2 separate regions of the Mus musculus genome follow, and region 1 is linked to region 2. A link is a contact called in public promoter capture Hi-C data. All regions are on one chromosome and are shown on one strand. Each heading gives the region's core, a stretch centred on a gene start, on an enhancer-like site or on the middle of the called end of the contact. The rest is flanking DNA. Distances are from core to core; before and after follow the strand shown.

The links. Capture Hi-C pulls out chosen DNA fragments and counts their contacts.
Region 1: a contact with region 2 is called in a promoter capture Hi-C map of liver. The contact joins the promoter of Sost here to the promoter of Ppy in region 2. A contact is called at or near these places in 7 of 39 promoter capture datasets (the 3T3-L1 cell line, cranial neural crest, embryonic stem cells and 3 more), 1 of 484 Hi-C or Micro-C datasets (forebrain), 2 of 115 datasets of contacts at active chromatin or transcription factors (embryonic stem cells and pancreatic cancer cells) and 2 of 9 other capture datasets (liver and pancreatic islet).

What each region holds. Positions count from the first base shown.
Region 1 is chr11:101,962,531-101,969,254 of GRCm38.p6, reverse strand. Sost (sclerostin) reads left to right here and starts at 2,240. Exons shown (of 2, transcript NM_024449.6): 1 at 2,240-2,495; 2 at 4,988-6,724. The coding sequence starts at 2,282. The coding sequence ends at 5,409.
Region 2 is chr11:102,098,170-102,104,033 of GRCm38.p6, reverse strand. It overlaps Ppy (pancreatic polypeptide), which reads left to right and starts at 2,715. Exons shown (of 4, transcript NM_008918.2): 1 at 2,715-2,768; 2 at 3,323-3,513; 3 at 3,751-3,868; 4 at 3,968-4,103. The coding sequence starts at 3,323. The coding sequence ends at 3,862.

The DNA of each region.
Region 1 (6,724 bases), core at 991-3,490, 130 kb after region 2:
CGACGGCAGGCACCACGAGCCATCCTGTGAAAAGGCAGGGCTACCCATGGGCCGAGGAGGGTCCAGAGAGATAGGCTGGTAAGCTCAGTTTCTCTGTATACCCTTTTTCTTGTTGACACTACTTCAATTACAGATAAAATAACAAATAAACAAAATCTAGAGCCTGGCCACTCTCTGCTCGCTTGATTTTTCCTGTTACGTCCAGCAGGTGGCGGAAGTGTTCCAAGGACAGATCGCATCATTAAGGTGGCCAGCATAATCTCCCATCAGCAGGTGGTGCTGTGAGAACCATTATGGTGCTCACAGAATCCCGGGCCCAGGAGCTGCCCTCTCCCAAGTCTGGAGCAATAGGAAAGCTTTCTGGCCCAGACAGGGTTAACAGTCCACATTCCAGAGCAGGGGAAAAGGAGACTGGAGGTCACAGACAAAAGGGCCAGCTTCTAACAACTTCACAGCTCTGGTAGGAGAGATAGATCACCCCCAACAATGGCCACAGCTGGTTTTGTCTGCCCCGAAGGAAACTGACTTAGGAAGCAGGTATCAGAGTCCCCTTCCTGAGGGGACTTCTGTCTGCCTTGTAAAGCTGTCAGAGCAGCTGCATTGATGTGTGGGTGACAGAAGATGAAAAGGAGGACCCAGGCAGATCGCCACAGATGGACCGGCCACTTACAAGTCGAGGCAGGTGGCAGAGCCTTGCAGAAGCTCTGCAGGTGGACGACACTGATTCATTACCCAGTTAGCATACCACAGCGGGCTAGGCGGACCACAGCCTCCTTCCCAGTCTTCCTCCAGGGCTGGGGAGTCCTCCAACCTTCTGTCTCAGTGCAGCTTCCGCCAGCCCCTCCTCCTTTTGCACCTCAGGTGTGAACCCTCCCTCCTCTCCTTCTCCCTGTGGCATGGCCCTCCTGCTACTGCAGGCTGAGCATTGGATTTCTTTGTGCTTAGATAGACCTGAGATGGCTTTCTGATTTATATATATATATCCATCCCTTGGATCTTACATCTAGGACCCAGAGCTGTTTGTGATACCATAAGAGGCTGGGGAGATGATATGGTAAGAGTGCTTGCTGTACAAGCATGAAGACATGAGTTCGAATCCCCAGCAACCATGTGGAAAAATAACCTTCTAACCTCAGAGTTGAGGGGAAAGGCAGGTGGATTCTGGGGGCTTACTGGCCAGCTAGCCAGCCTAACCTAAATGTCTCAGTCAGAGATCCTGTCTCAGGGAATAACTTGGGAGAATGACTGAGAAAGACACCTCCTCAGGTCTCCCATGCACCCACACAGACACACGGGGGGGGGGGTAATGTAATAAGCTAAGAAATAATGAGGGAAATGATTTTTTGCTAAGAAATGAAATTCTGTGTTGGCCGCAAGAAGCCTGGCCAGGGAAGGAACTGCCTTTGGCACACCAGCCTATAAGTCACCATGAGTTCCCTGGCTAAGAATCACATGTAATGGAGCCCAGGTCCCTCTTGCCTGGTGGTTGCCTCTCCCACTGGTTTTGAAGAGAAATTCAAGAGAGATCTCCTTGGTCAGAATTGTAGGTGCTGAGCAATGTGGAGCTGGGGTCAATGGGATTCCTTTAAAGGCATCCTTCCCAGGGCTGGGTCATACTTCAATAGTAGGGTGCTTGCACAGCAAGCGTGAGACCCTAGGTTAGAGTCCCCAGAATCTGCCCCCAACCCCCCAAAAAGGCATCCTTCTGCCTCTGGGTGGGTGGGGGGAGCAAACACCTTTAACTAAGACCATTAGCTGGCAGGGGTAACAAATGACCTTGGCTAGAGGAATTTGGTCAAGCTGGATTCCGCCTTCTGTAGAAGCCCCACTTGTTTCCTTTGTTAAGCTGGCCCACAGTTTGTTTTGAGAATGCCTGAGGGGCCCAGGGAGCCAGACAATTAAAAGCCAAGCTCATTTTGATATCTGAAAACCACAGCCTGACTGCCCTGCCCGTGGGAGGTACTGGGAGAGCTGGCTGTGTCCCTGCCTCACCAACGCCCCCCCCCCCAACACACACTCCTCGGGTCACCTGGGAGGTGCCAGCAGCAATTTGGAAGTTTACTGAGCTTGAGAAGTCTTGGGAGGGCTGACGCTAAGCACACCCCTTCTCCACCCCCCCCACCCCACCCCCGTGAGGAGGAGGGTGAGGAAACATGGGACCAGCCCTGCTCCAGCCCGTCCTTATTGGCTGGCATGAGGCAGAGGGGGCTTTAAAAAGGCAACCGTATCTAGGCTGGACACTGGAGCCTGTGCTACCGAGTGCCCTCCTCCACCTGGCAGCATGCAGCCCTCACTAGCCCCGTGCCTCATCTGCCTACTTGTGCACGCTGCCTTCTGTGCTGTGGAGGGCCAGGGGTGGCAAGCCTTCAGGAATGATGCCACAGAGGTCATCCCAGGGCTTGGAGAGTACCCCGAGCCTCCTCCTGAGAACAACCAGACCATGAACCGGGCGGAGAATGGAGGCAGACCTCCCCACCATCCCTATGACGCCAAAGGTACGGGATGAAGAAGCACATTAGTGGGGGGGGGGGTCCTGGGAGGTGACTGGGGTGGTTTTAGCATCTTCTTCAGAGGTTTGTGTGGGTGGCTAGCCTCTGCTACATCAGGGCAGGGACACATTTGCCTGGAAGAATACTAGCACAGCATTAGAACCTGGAGGGCAGCATTGGGGGGCTGGTAGAGAGCACCCAAGGCAGGGTGGAGGCTGAGGTCAGCCGAAGCTGGCATTAACACGGGCATGGGCTTGTATGATGGTCCAGAGAATCTCCTCCTAAGGATGAGGACACAGGTCAGATCTAGCTGCTGACCAGTGGGGAAGTGATATGGTGAGGCTGGATGCCAGATGCCATCCATGGCTGTACTATATCCCACATGACCACCACATGAGGTAAAGAAGGCCCCAGCTTGAAGATGGAGAAACCGAGAGGCTCCTGAGATAAAGTCACCTGGGAGTAAGAAGAGCTGAGACTGGAAGCTGGTTTGATCCAGATGCAAGGCAACCCTAGATTGGGTTTGGGTGGGAACCTGAAGCCAGGAGGAATCCCTTTAGTTCCCCCTTGCCCAGGGTCTGCTCAATGAGCCCAGAGGGTTAGCATTAAAAGAACAGGGTTTGTAGGTGGCATGTGACATGAGGGGCAGCTGAGTGAAATGTCCCCTGTATGAGCACAGGTGGCACCACTTGCCCTGAGCTTGCACCCTGACCCCAGCTTTGCCTCATTCCTGAGGACAGCAGAAACTGTGGAGGCAGAGCCAGCACAGAGAGATGCCTGGGGTGGGGGTGGGGGTATCACGCACGGAACTAGCAGCAATGAATGGGGTGGGGTGGCAGCTGGAGGGACACTCCAGAGAAATGACCTTGCTGGTCACCATTTGTGTGGGAGGAGAGCTCATTTTCCAGCTTGCCACCACATGCTGTCCCTCCTGTCTCCTAGCCAGTAAGGGATGTGGAGGAAAGGGCCACCCCAAAGGAGCATGCAATGCAGTCACGTTTTTGCAGAGGAAGTGCTTGACCTAAGGGCACTATTCTTGGAAAGCCCCAAAACTAGTCCTTCCCTGGGCAAACAGGCCTCCCCCACATACCACCTCTGCAGGGGTGAGTAAATTAAGCCAGCCACAGAAGGGTGGCAAGGCCTACACCTCCCCCCTGTTGTGCCCCCCCCCCCCCCGTGAAGGTGCATCCTGGCCTCTGCCCCTCTGGCTTTGGTACTGGGATTTTTTTTTTCCTTTTATGTCATATTGATCCTGACACCATGGAACTTTTGGAGGTAGACAGGACCCACACATGGATTAGTTAAAAGCCTCCCATCCATCTAAGCTCATGGTAGGAGATAGAGCATGTCCAAGAGAGGAGGGCAGGCATCAGACCTAGAAGATATGGCTGGGCATCCAACCCAATCTCCTTCCCCGGAGAACAGACTCTAAGTCAGATCCAGCCACCCTTGAGTAACCAGCTCAAGGTACACAGAACAAGAGAGTCTGGTATACAGCAGGTGCTAAACAAATGCTTGTGGTAGCAAAAGCTATAGGTTTTGGGTCAGAACTCCGACCCAAGTCGCGAGTGAAGAGCGAAAGGCCCTCTACTCGCCACCGCCCCGCCCCCACCTGGGGTCCTATAACAGATCACTTTCACCCTTGCGGGAGCCAGAGAGCCCTGGCATCCTAGGTAGCCCCCCCCGCCCCCCCCCCGCAAGCAGCCCAGCCCTGCCTTTGGGGCAAGTTCTTTTCTCAGCCTGGACCTGTGATAATGAGGGGGTTGGACGCGCCGCCTTTGGTCGCTTTCAAGTCTAATGAATTCTTATCCCTACCACCTGCCCTTCTACCCCGCTCCTCCACAGCAGCTGTCCTGATTTATTACCTTCAATTAACCTCCACTCCTTTCTCCATCTCCTGGGATACCGCCCCTGTCCCAGTGGCTGGTAAAGGAGCTTAGGAAGGACCAGAGCCAGGTGTGGCTAGAGGCTACCAGGCAGGGCTGGGGATGAGGAGCTAAACTGGAAGAGTGTTTGGTTAGTAGGCACAAAGCCTTGGGTGGGATCCCTAGTACCGGAGAAGTGGAGATGGGCGCTGAGAAGTTCAAGACCATCCATCCTTAACTACACAGCCAGTTTGAGGCCAGCCTGGGCTACATAAAAACCCAATCTCAAAAGCTGCCAATTCTGATTCTGTGCCACGTAGTGCCCGATGTAATAGTGGATGAAGTCGTTGAATCCTGGGGCAACCTATTTTACAGATGTGGGGAAAAGCAACTTTAAGTACCCTGCCCACAGATCACAAAGAAAGTAAGTGACAGAGCTCCAGTGTTTCATCCCTGGGTTCCAAGGACAGGGAGAGAGAAGCCAGGGTGGGATCTCACTGCTCCCCGGTGCCTCCTTCCTATAATCCATACAGATTCGAAAGCGCAGGGCAGGTTTGGAAAAAGAGAGAAGGGTGGAAGGAGCAGACCAGTCTGGCCTAGGCTGCAGCCCCTCACGCATCCCTCTCTCCGCAGATGTGTCCGAGTACAGCTGCCGCGAGCTGCACTACACCCGCTTCCTGACAGACGGCCCATGCCGCAGCGCCAAGCCGGTCACCGAGTTGGTGTGCTCCGGCCAGTGCGGCCCCGCGCGGCTGCTGCCCAACGCCATCGGGCGCGTGAAGTGGTGGCGCCCGAACGGACCGGATTTCCGCTGCATCCCGGATCGCTACCGCGCGCAGCGGGTGCAGCTGCTGTGCCCCGGGGGCGCGGCGCCGCGCTCGCGCAAGGTGCGTCTGGTGGCCTCGTGCAAGTGCAAGCGCCTCACCCGCTTCCACAACCAGTCGGAGCTCAAGGACTTCGGGCCGGAGACCGCGCGGCCGCAGAAGGGTCGCAAGCCGCGGCCCGGCGCCCGGGGAGCCAAAGCCAACCAGGCGGAGCTGGAGAACGCCTACTAGAGCGAGCCCGCGCCTATGCAGCCCCCGCGCGATCCGATTCGTTTTCAGTGTAAAGCCTGCAGCCCAGGCCAGGGGTGCCAAACTTTCCAGACCGTGTGGAGTTCCCAGCCCAGTAGAGACCGCAGGTCCTTCTGCCCGCTGCGGGGGATGGGGAGGGGGTGGGGTTCCCGCGGGCCAGGAGAGGAAGCTTGAGTCCCAGACTCTGCCTAGCCCCGGGTGGGATGGGGGTCTTTCTACCCTCGCCGGACCTATACAGGACAAGGCAGTGTTTCCACCTTAAAGGGAAGGGAGTGTGGAACGAAAGACCTGGGACTGGTTATGGACGTACAGTAAGATCTACTCCTTCCACCCAAATGTAAAGCCTGCGTGGGCTAGATAGGGTTTCTGACCCTGACCTGGCCACTGAGTGTGATGTTGGGCTACGTGGTTCTCTTTTGGTACGGTCTTCTTTGTAAAATAGGGACCGGAACTCTGCTGAGATTCCAAGGATTGGGGTACCCCGTGTAGACTGGTGAGAGAGAGGAGAACAGGGGAGGGGTTAGGGGAGAGATTGTGGTGGGCAACCGCCTAGAAGAAGCTGTTTGTTGGCTCCCAGCCTCGCCGCCTCAGAGGTTTGGCTTCCCCCACTCCTTCCTCTCAAATCTGCCTTCAAATCCATATCTGGGATAGGGAAGGCCAGGGTCCGAGAGATGGTGGAAGGGCCAGAAATCACACTCCTGGCCCCCCGAAGAGCAGTGTCCCGCCCCCAACTGCCTTGTCATATTGTAAAGGGATTTTCTACACAACAGTTTAAGGTCGTTGGAGGAAACTGGGCTTGCCAGTCACCTCCCATCCTTGTCCCTTGCCAGGACACCACCTCCTGCCTGCCACCCACGGACACATTTCTGTCTAGAAACAGAGCGTCGTCGTGCTGTCCTCTGAGACAGCATATCTTACATTAAAAAGAATAATACGGGGGGGGGGGCGGAGGGCGCAAGTGTTATACATATGCTGAGAAGCTGTCAGGCGCCACAGCACCACCCACAATCTTTTTGTAAATCATTTCCAGACACCTCTTACTTTCTGTGTAGATTTTAATTGTTAAAAGGGGAGGAGAGAGAGCGTTTGTAACAGAAGCACATGGAGGGGGGGGTAGGGGGGTTGGGGCTGGTGAGTTTGGCGAACTTTCCATGTGAGACTCATCCACAAAGACTGAAAGCCGCGTTTTTTTTTTTAAGAGTTCAGTGACATATTTATTTTCTCATTTAAGTTATTTATGCCAACATTTTTTTCTTGTAGAGAAAGGCAGTGTTAATATCGCTTTGTGAAGCACAAG
Region 2 (5,864 bases), core at 1,466-3,965:
TTCTCTGTATAGCCCTGGCTGTCCTGGAACTCACTCTGTAGACCAGGCTGGCCTCGAACTCAGAAATCCACCTGCCTCTGCCTCCCCAGTGCTGGGATTAGAGGCGTGAGCCACTACGTCCAGCTTCCGACGCCCTCTTCTGGTGTGTCTGAAAAGAACCACAGTGTGCTCATATGCATAAAATAAATAAATAAATATTAAAAAAAATTATAAAGCAGAGGCCTGGAGAGATAATTCAGTTGGTAAAGTACTTCCCACCAGCGTAAGGACCCCGAATCCACAGCACTCATGGAGGAAGGCAGTCCTAGTGGTACATAAGTATGATTCCAGCATAAGAGCAGTGAGACAGGTGGATCCCTGCAGCTCCCTGGCCGGTCCGTTCAGCCTCGGCGTGAGTCCCAGGTCCCCGTGAGAGACCCTGACTCAGAAAACAAGGTGGATGGTGTTTGAGAAACACCACCTGAGGTGAGGACATGGGCATACACCCACATATACACAAACCCTCTCTCACACACACCTATATGTATATGCACCTACACATACTTGTACCCATATCCACCCCCAGGCCCCTCACATACTCACCACCCCCAACACCATACACACTACTGAACAGAATCAAACAAAACCCCGTGTGCCCTGAATGACTCTTTCTTGGCCTGTGCTCTAAGAGCAGCAGGGGCTGAGGTAAGAGAGCCAGGAAAGGGTATGACAGAGCACAGGATGCTAGCCAAATGCCTGTCGTGTAGGTTGTATTTGGGGTCTCTGCACTTCCTTTCTTCCATCCTTCCTTCCTTCCTTCCTTCCTTCCTTCCTTCCTTCCTTCACCTACTTCATTCACCCTCGTGTTTCTGGACTGTTCTCCTAACCCCATTATCACATTGGCCGGTAGCTATCTTCCTTGTCCAGAGAGCACGTGGCTACTAAGGAGCCACTAGTGACTTGGTTTATCTGCAGGTGAGCACGTGTGTCTTCCTGGAAGCTCTATGCAAGCACTTCAGGAGCCCACAAAGGCTATCAGGAGCTATCTCTGTGTTCCAGATGTGACCATAATATTTAGAAGGCACAGGCACTACTTCCTCCTGGATTGTCACTACTACCCCTGCAGAGACCCTGGAATCTGTCATTTCGATCTATTGGGTTGACATTTGAAGAGCAGCTGTGATTTCTTGGGACCAAGCAAAGCTGGTTGACTTGCGTGACAAACTGTAAATAGTTCCCACACCAGACTCATTCCCCGGATACAGTCTTTTTACCTGGAGTAAAATCCAGAACACAAGGTTTAGAGCCCCTGGAAACCCGGATCCTTAAAACCGGCGCCGGAGCCAGGCGCCCCCTGGTGGCAGCCATGAGGCTCGAGTCGGAACTAGCCACTGGTTTTGCATAGTGGGAAACCTGAGCCCAGAGAAGGGGCCAGGATCGCTGAGAAATGAACTCTACTTACTTTGAGCGGCTGGTGCTCTTCTTGCTACCTTAAATGAGAGCCGAGAGGAAAAGGCTCTTTGATTCTTCAAGTCTGGGGATGGATGCAATGAGCCCACCTTACAGAGTAAGAAATCGAACCCTAGGAGCTCTAATTGGATCATGCTCCCAACAGGAGGGCAGTGACGCGGACTTCAATTGGAGCTAGGCCTATCTGACCTCTAACCTTATCAGGACAGATGCCTGCTGTCACCTTCTCCCCTCTCACTTCCTGCGTTCCCAGAGCCCGCGGTGATGATTCTTGTTCTGTCCTGAGAGCAGAACATCGGGAGAGAGAGAGGCCCTTGCTCCCTTCACAGGGGTCAAAATAAACAGAGCCAGTGACTGCTCTTGGCTTGAGCAGGGTGGAGGTCTGTCTGGGAAAAGGACACTGAACATGAAAGGGACAAGTGGCTTCTCCTGTCACGCAGTGGCACCAGAAGAATCTCTCAGGGGAGGAAGTGAAGGCTGACCCTGAGTCTTGGACAAGCGTTCCCTCCTCTGGTAGTCTCCCCACTTTTTGTCTGTTAAATAGGTTCCCTTGTAGGGGTTCAGTGGGACGACAGCATGGCATTTTTTGGGGGGCAACTTGAAGCTTATAAGTGATGCTGGTTTTTAGCACTCCCCTGGGACAGAGCTCTGTGCTGGGAAAGGAAACAGCTGCCAGGAACTGTCCCTTCCCCACGAACCCTGTGGCCTCTGAACCCTGGCCCACAGGACCTAAGCTGGCATTCGATACACGCATCAAATGGCTTTCTCCACTCCCTTCCAAGTGGCTTTAGGATGTGAGACATCTCTGTCCCTTCCTTGATCTAGCTGGATTGAAGGCCCGAATTCCATCCCTCATGGTAGGGGTAAAGCCTAGCTTCAGCTTCTATCCAGACCCCAAGGAAAGCCTATTGGCGACTGGGGTTGTCTCTGGGGAGGCCATGCTGAGGCTAGTGGCTAGAACCTTTGGGTTACCATGTCAGGATCCTGTCATTTATGAATCAAACCTCTTCTGGTGTCCAAAGCTGGATACGGACCCCCATGAGACCTTGTCATGGTCCAGTTTTTTCTTCTGTGCTCCTCCGACATCTAGAATGCTGACCTGGTGCTTTCCTGTTTCTGGCCACAGTGCCCGTGTTTCAGAAACCAGGCAGAGAGCAAAAGGGGGGTGGTGGTGGTTAAAGGCTGGCAGCAAGAAAGGCTGACAGGAGGCGGGGACTCTGGGGGTGCTGAGGACTATAAAGGGGCACAGCCATGAACAGGGAGACAGTCCAGCAGGAGGTAGGTGTCTGGGCCCAACACTCACTAGCTCAGCACACAGGGTAAGTGAGCTCACTCTGTCCTGCCTCTGGGGACTCCTTGGGTTGAGGCTGGTGATGGAGGGTCGGAATTGGTGCTTCGTAGGGCTGGATCCCTCAAGGGACCTAAAGTCCTCCTTGGGTCTTTCTCTGCATCTGGACAAACCTGTCAGTGGAAAGCAGGACCCACCGTGTCATAGACTTCTGTCCCTTTGCTTTACAAGTTAATTCTGTGTCCCCCACCCTGTGGTTCCCACCAGCTCTGGCTACTCCTGCCTCCTCAGAGCCATCAGTGTCCTAAGTCCTGTGTATCCAGCCTTCATACCTAGTTCTTCTGCTGTTTTTTTATGTTGCCAAGGCTTGGGTACTCTGGCTGCTGGCTTGAGGGGTGTGTATGTGGAGGTGTCCTGTTTTCTAGGGAAGGAAGGTGGTTGATGCTGGTGGCTCCTGGGTCTGCCCTTGTCCCCAGGCTTGGCTTGAAGAAATGTGTGGTAGGTGGTGGCTGGGCAGGTAGGTCTTGGACACAGGAGGATCTGCTGATGGGCTGTGTTCTGCTTCCACGATTCCTTGTTCATTAGATGGCCGTCGCATACTGCTGCCTCTCCCTGTTTCTCGTATCCACTTGGGTGGCTCTGCTGCTGCAGCCCCTGCAGGGGACCTGGGGAGCCCCCCTGGAGCCAATGTACCCAGGCGACTATGCGACACCTGAGCAGATGGCACAATATGAAACTCAGCTCCGCAGATACATCAACACACTGACCAGGCCTAGGTAGGGTGGTGTGTGTGTGTGTGTGTGTGTGTGTGTGTGTGTGTGTGAGAGAGAGAGAGAGAGAGAGAGAGAGAGAGAGCTCTTTAACCCTAGTCTCTTCAATGCCTGCTCTGAGAAAAAAATACTTCTGAGTGGCTTGGATCCATGGGCCGTGGGCAGGAAAGCGTCTACGTGGGGGATACAAAGCAGGTGACTGACAGTGAGAACTATACTTATCCCAGCTGTCTTCCTTCCCAGGTATGGGAAGAGAGCCGAGGAGGAGAACACAGGTGGACTTCCTGGAGTGCAGCTCTCCCCCTGCACCAGCCCCCCAGTTGGCTTGATTCCCTGCTCTGCGCCCTGGAGCTGAAGGCAGGTGTGGAAAGGGGGGGATCCAGAGGAGGCGGAGTAAGGGAAAACAAGGTCTTGGGGTACAAGGACTGTCCTTCCTCATGATTCCCTTCTTTCATTACAGGGAGCTCTGCCCAATGGACTTGCAGCCTCTCTTGTCTTCAGCCCGTGGCTGTAGGAGAGTACAGGTCCAGCTCTTTCCTCTGCAGTCTTGCAACAACCTGCTCCCTTGCAAACTAAATAAAGCAAATTAAAATCATAGCCCGTGTGTGAGTGTGTGTGCACCCATAGAGGCAGAAGCAGGTAAAGTTCACAGTCAGGGAGGCAGGGGCCTGGGGGTAGGAGATAATCCTGAGTGTATATAGGGGCTCAGCTCATTCCTTTCACAGAAGGAAGCTGTGGTCTAGAGAGAAGTGAGATTCCTTTCCAGAAAGGTCTGTGATGTCACAGTTCTAAGCTTAATCTTCCCATCCCAGCACCCCTAAACCATCTAGCTCCTCCCCCGAGGCCAGCCCTGTTCCCAAATGTACCCTCAAGACGGCTCCTGTAACCTGGGCGGTGGGAGAGGAGTCATTTATCCTAAAGTGGCAGGGCAAGGGCAAGAACTCAGAGGATTAGTGCTGGCGGCCAATTGTGTGCTGTGTAGGGTGGTCTCAGAACTGCTCTCTGGAGCTCTGGAGAGAATGGACTGATCTGGGAGGTAGTGGACTGCTGGACCAAGAATGAAATTTAACTACTGCTGTAGGGAAATGTGACCACCAGGGAGGAGATGTTTAGCCAAGAGTTCTGGCGGCCTCCATGTGTCAATCTGTGGTTCTTGGGACAGGGAGGGAAGACCCAGGTACTACCTGAGGAATCCCTGTAGACTATTTACCCATACCAGGCATGCTGAGTAGGTGGAGATGCCGTGTGTGTGTGTGTGTGTGTGTGTGTGTGTGTGTGTGTGTGTGTATGTAAAGTGAAAGAGAGTGAGCTGGGCTTCCCTTTCTGGGAGCTTTGGTGGATAGGGATAGTCAGAGGGCGGTAAGACATGAGACATTCCCTGAATGGCTTCTCCCATCTCTGCCACAGGCTGGGCCTGGAGAGCAGGGGTTGGTAAGGCTGATGCTGGGCTCAGCATTTAGCCTTGATGACAATGACTTTGCAGTTGTGCTCCTATATGTTGAGTGTGAATGATCAGATGTCAGAACCTGCCCCAAAGTCTTATACAAGACGCAGCTATACGGTAAACACTTGGCTCAAGTTGATTCTTTAAGTCCAAGGGGTATGCAGATAGTTAGGGGATGTGGGAGGTTTCGGCAAGAGAATGAATTGAACCCTAGTACTGGAGCCTGGTGTCCCAAAGCCTTCCCTGGTAGCTTAGGTGATGGTTTCTATTGGTATTTTATATGTATGGGTGTTTTGCCTGCACAACATGTCTGCCTGGTGCCTTCAGAAGCCAGAAGAGGGTTTCAGATCTCCTGGAGCTAGAGTTACAGATGGTTGTAAGTCCCTATGTAGGTGCTTGGAATTTCTGGATTCTCTGGAAGAGCAGCCAGCTCTCGTAATCCCTGAGCCATCGCTTCAGTTTAAGATGGGTTCCAATGGGGAAAGTTCAACACCCATAGAGGCAGGAACTAGGAACCTGTTCCACACACACCTGGGTTTGATGGCTGGGTGATAGGAAGGTGTGTGTGCTGTGTCCTTGATGACCGGACTTCAGGAACAGACTCCATCAGGTCTCCCCACTTCCTGGGATCTGTGAACCTGAGGTAGGAGGAATGACCCCACCCCACCCCCGCTCTACTCCCCTGTGTTTGATTTTCTGCCACTTTCACAGGCTAGACTGTGATTCCAGCCGGATCTGCTCTTCCATGAACTTTGGCAGGGAGCAGGTCTGGCTGAAGCCCCGATTTTGAAGTTTCTAGGACCAACTCTTTCATCTTCTTTCTCCAAGTCACATCTGGTCACCTTGGAAGCAGTAGATGCAGGGTGAGGTGGTGGAAAGTGGGTGAGTAGGTTGCAGAGAGATGCAGGGAAAA